2 separate regions of the Gossypium hirsutum genome follow, and region 1 is linked to region 2. The links are chromatin contacts, called in public Hi-C maps. All regions are on one chromosome and are shown on one strand. Each heading gives the region's core, a stretch centred on a gene start, on an enhancer-like site or on the middle of the called end of the contact. The rest is flanking DNA. Distances are from core to core; before and after follow the strand shown. Region 1 holds the start of LOC107948357 (probable E3 ubiquitin-protein ligase LOG2). Region 2 holds the start of LOC107948368 (29 kDa ribonucleoprotein A, chloroplastic).

What was found. A called contact is a pair of places that touch in the nucleus more often than the background predicts.
Region 1: a Hi-C map of leaf shows a contact between it and region 2, with 4 times the contacts expected there. The contact joins the promoter of LOC107948357 here to the promoter of LOC107948368 in region 2. A contact is called at or near these places in 6 of 34 Hi-C or Micro-C datasets (callus, leaf and petal).

The regions. Positions count from the first base shown.
Region 1 is chrA04:68,246,551-68,249,368 of Gossypium_hirsutum_v2.1, forward strand. It overlaps LOC107948357 (probable E3 ubiquitin-protein ligase LOG2), which reads left to right and starts at 1,539. Exons shown (of 3, transcript XM_016882865.2): 1 at 1,539-2,451. The coding sequence starts at 1,973.
Region 2 is chrA04:67,822,346-67,825,045 of Gossypium_hirsutum_v2.1, forward strand. LOC107948368 (29 kDa ribonucleoprotein A, chloroplastic) reads left to right here and starts at 1,366. Exons shown (of 5, transcript XM_016882873.2): 1 at 1,366-2,023; 2 at 2,404-2,505. The coding sequence starts at 1,646.

The DNA of each region.
Region 1 (2,818 bases), core at 289-2,788, 420 kb after region 2:
TAATGTTGCGCATAGATCCTCTTTATCGAGAATGATTGCTTCTCCCGTGACAATTGGCCTACCTACCAACAAATCTAGTTGTAATGCCACGTCCTCCAGTGTGATTGTACACTTGTCGCATGGAAGATGGAAAGTGTGTGTCTCAAGCCTCCGCCTTTCCACCAATGCGTTGATGAGTCTAGGATTGAGTTTGCAACCCCCGAGCATACGAGACGTATGCAAGAATCTCACCTTTTGCAAGTAACCATGAATTTCAGTGATCGAAGGTTTTGCCAAATTATGCATGAAAGCCTTTAAAACATGATCATCCACCTATTTATAATGATAGAAAAATTTATTTTAATTTTTAAAAAATAATTTAAAATTAATATAATAAAAAATAAGGAAAATTAAATTTTCGTCTTACCATTACTGCTTGAGCGCGGAAATGTGATTGTCGTCGAAACGAATTAGAGAGGTTGTCATTCGTGAAAACTTAATCCGAACGAATTAAATACGGAATAATTAAAAAAATTAATATTTCTAAACAGGAATATCGAAAAATTTAGAACAAGGACCTGAGAAAATTGAGAGAGTTAGGAGATTAGAAAGAATTGAAAGAATAGGATGTGAGTGAAAAAGATAAATTTGGGGGGTATTTATAGGTAAAAAAAATGATTGTTGCCCCCTTCTTAAATTTTTCTACCGTTGCACGACCAACGTTTGAAGATGTTAGGTTTGACTGTTGAGAGAAAACGCGTCTAGCTGTGCACATTTTTCATTTCTCTCTCCAAAAACGATTTATTTACCTAAATTTAAAAAAGTACGACTTTTAAGCCTAATTAAAAAAAACTGACATATATGGTTAATTTAGTGGAGAAAATTTTAAATTATTTTTCTTTTAAAAAAAGAACCCTGATTGGCAAAATTCTCGTGACCAAAGCAATCAGCAGCAGCCTCTCAATTTCTCATATGACCGAATTTGAATAAAGAATACTTTAAAAAAAATAGTTTTGCATAAATAATGGATTATTTTAAAGTTTCCTTCATTTATTTCAGGCATCATCCAATTCCCCCATTATAATCATCATCAAAGGACATATGGTTGACCATTATATACACAAACTTCAATTATTAATTTGATTTTGATATTATTATATGAATGGCTTCACAAAGATTGTCATTTCTCAAAAATAATCATAAAATTCAGGAAAATAAAGCCAAGAAAATCCTGATTCTTGGCAACTACTAGATTTAAACTTTTGATTGCCTTTGCAATTTGCATTGTCCAATTGGTGGAACAAGCCATGTTATGAGATAAGCAGAAAATGGTGGTGGTGGAGAATACCTGTAAAGCATTAAAAAAAAAAAAACTAATTCATTTTTTTCAACATAAATTGACTGCCTTGGACTTTGAATTTACCCAAAAACATATAATTTAAAATTTAAATTACATCTTTTAAGAAAAAAAAAAAAGATTCAAGCTTTCATTGCTTTGTTGACAAACTTCAATCTTTAATAAAAAACTAAATTGTAATTAATTAAAAAAATTCAGACTTTAATCAATTACCGGCCAAAGTTTGGGTATTTTTGTCATCAAATAACAAAAAACAAAAGAAAAAAAAAGAGAGAGAAAAAGAGAGAAGCTGTTCACTTTAGCACAATTTTCGTCTCTTCATCAATGGTGATTTCGGTGGAGCTTTACGCAAACCCAATATTCACCCAACCAAATATTCTTTCTTTTATTTTTATTTTTCTTTTTCTTTTGATAGAGAAATGAAAGGAAAGACCGAGTAAATTTTTTTCTCTTCTAAACTCCTTTCGATTCCAAATTAGTTTTTTTTTCTTTTCATTTTTTGGGTTTTTGAGGGAAAAATGCCAGAAATTTTTACTTGAAACTGGATCGAACTTGGTTATAAAGTCTTTCCTTTATAAATCTTTGCAAAATTTCCGGTTTATTTTCCTTTTGTACTCCAAGAACCGGGAAAAATTCATGGGGAACATCGGAAGTAGCGGAGTAAGTGGCCGGAGAAGGCACGGAAGCAGGCGAAATCATCCTCCGCCACCACATCCACCTCCTCCAGCTCAGCCTCAACCTGAAATCTCCGCCAACCGTTACGTCTTTGCCGCCGCAACGCCTTACCCGCCACAATACCCGAATACCAACCCGCCCCAGTACTACCAGTACCCAGGGTACTACCCCCACCAGCCGCCTGTGCCTTTGCCGCTTCCGGCGCCTTACGATCATCATCACCATCATCGAGGTGGACCCCACATAGAGCCCGCCAATTGGAGTAGATATGCTTGTGGACCGATGATGCCTCCACCGCCGCCGTATATAGAGCATCAAAAGGCGGTTACTATAAAAAATGATGTAAATTTGAAGAAGGAAACTTTGAAATTCGAAGCTGATGAGCTGAATCCTGGGAAGTTCTTGGTTTCTTTCACGTTTGATGCTACTGTTGCTGGAAGGTATAGAACTTCAATCTCTTTGTTTAAAAATTTTAAATTTTTTGAAATCTGTGAGAATCTAATGATTGTAGCTTAGAACATGAGTTGCTTTTGATTAAAATTTTACTCCTCGGATATAATTTATATGATGATTATTGTTACACTTGTTTTGAAAGCTTGAGATATAAATTCTGTCTAATTATATGATTGGTGTATTTTACTTGGGGAGATGCATGTTTAGAGGCATAAAAGTTTAGCAAATGATTTGGAATCCAATGAATGATTATTGGTTTTTTTGGGGGGTTTATTTAAGTATCGATTTGTATATTTGAAGGTTTTATGGTTACCTTGCTTGAATGGGGTTTGAATGCAATCATTAGAGGTGTGT
Region 2 (2,700 bases), core at 116-2,615:
GTTCAGTTTCTCCTCTTGGAACCATTTTATACAAAAAGTTAAAATATTTCACAGCAAGTAAATCATTTCTTAAAAATAATAATCATAATTATAAGCATAATTCTAATTTTAAAAAAATAGTTCATTAAACTCTATAAATATTTTATTTATAAAAGAAACAATTATACACAAGTTGTTGAATATATATTTGATAGTTATAAATTTAAAAAAGTATATGGCATATTGTAATGATTCGATTATAATTAATTAAAAGAATGGTAAGTAAAACATTAGATATATCAATAATTTATGTATTAACTTTTCTTTTAACAACTTTAAATGATTTATTAACTTAATAACTTAACTTAAAATGATTTTTTAAATGGTTTTATGAATGATTATAATATTAATGTAATTATTTAATTTACCTCGTAAATGTATAAATGAATTAAGAGCATGCATTATGATTATTATGAAATAAAATATATATATATATTAGAACTTTGGGGTTCAAAAGAAGATGATTTTTTTTTGACAAAACTCAAAATTTTAAAATCAAACCGCTATTATTGGTTTTGGGTATTTCTATTTTTATTCAATACAATTTTGATTTCAAAAGTTAAAAAGAAAATGAAAAAATTTAATTCAATTTTTGTTAAAAATTAAATCGAAGTGAATACATCCATGTGAGTGTTCGATCGAATCGAGTTAATTATGTTGACAAGTCCTATTTTATCATCTAAATCAATTTAAGATTTTTTCGAATCAAGTCGAGTTAAATGAAATTTGAGTCAAATCGAATCGAGTGAACTGTTCGAGTTAAATTAAAAAATTTAAACACGTCAAATTAAAATCAATATAACTAATTTCATGTTATAACACATAAATTTGAAACCACATATATTTAAAAACTTTTTCAAAGTAAATTAATAAAAAATAATTTAGTATGATAAACTTAAATAATTAATTAACTTATTTAAATCCCAAAATTATTATTCTAGAAATTTTTTTATTTTTTAACTTTCTTTATATTTTTTTTGAATTTTTTATAATTTTTTGAATTTTTATAAATATTTTGATTTTTAAAAATTATTTTGAATTATTTTGTAATTTTTGTTGGGAGAAAGACTAATTTGCTCATTTTCAAACTTAATAAGGACTAAAAGGGTATTTATACCAATATGTTATTTGAATTATTTGAGTTATTCAAATTGTAAAATTTAACTCGATTTGAATTCAAAAATTAAATTACCTATTCGATTTAACTTAAATAATTCGAATAACTCAATTCGATTAACTTAAAATTAAAAAAAATTAATTTTTTGATGGAGGTTGTAATTTAGAAACATAAAATACAGTTCTAATTAGTCCATTTTCATTTGGGTTTGAGGGGCTGTGGCCCTATGCAAATGTCGCTCAAACCGAAACCCAAAGCCTTTTCCCTCAGCAAAATATCTAAAATCTATCGCAATCTAATATCTTATCAACAAAAATCTAACGGCCCCAATTTCACGATATGTAATCCGAAGTACCGGCGGCAAGATAGACAAGCAGGCAACTTCTCCTCCTATAAAACTATCTATAATGTAAGCTGCTCTTCTTAAACCCTCTCTCCCATTTCAAAAACCTTATCTTCTCTTTGGCTAAAGCAGAAACAAAGGCTAAAATGTCTGCAACATCTGCTTCATCTCTCATCCTCCCATCTCTCAAACCCAAAACCATATCTTTACCAAACCCAACTCCCATTTCACTGTCCCCCTTCTCTCTTTCCCACCGCCTCCATGCAAAGCCTCTCTTTTCTTCCTCTCTTCAAAGTTTCACGCTTTTAACAAAAAAGTCTTCTTCTTTTCCTTCTAATTTTGTTAGAAACGTTTCCGTTTCATCTGAGTACGGTCAGGAAGAGGGTTTATTTGGTAGTGATGATGAAGAGGCTACTAGGTTCTCCCCTGACTTGAAACTTTTTGTGGGCAATCTTCCTTTTAGTGTGGATAGTGCTCAGCTTGCTGGCTTGTTTGGAAGTGCTGGAAATGTTCAGATGGTTGAGGTAAATTTTTTTTTTCTTTTTCCCCCTTTGCTTTTACCTGTAATTCACCATGTTTATGTTTATGTTTATGAATGACTTGCTTTGTTTTCATCATGTTCTGTTTTCACACAGAGGCTTGCCCTTTAGTTTGAATTCAAGCATAGTATGAACCTTTATTTCTGATATGTTGAATTATAGTATGGAAGAAACTTTTAATTTCGAGATGAAAATTGAATAATTAAAAAGACATTTAGCCAATTGAAGGGTCATGATATACATTTAGTGATTTAATTGAGCATCCATTGAAATATGGACCTTGTTGCTTCACTCCAATCATTTGGGAAGTTAACAAACTAGATGTACACTCCGTTTTGATGTGTTGAAATTATTGCTTTTGACAGGTGATTTATGACAAGGTAACTGGGAGAAGTAGGGGATTTGGTTTTGTAACCATGTCTACTACTGAGGAAGTGGAAGCTGCTGCTCAACAGTTCAATGGCTATGTAAGTCATCTTTTGGGGTGTTCATATGCAGATATGCGAACTTAAAGAGTATTTTGCACATTTAATAATTTAATTGCTTCGTTTACATGCTACTTAAACAAACATGGTTATCCTCTTTCGGTTTAGAGTACGCATGGATGAAGATTTGCATATTTGTCATCTTTAGAACAATTTGAGGATTGACATTTATGTTCT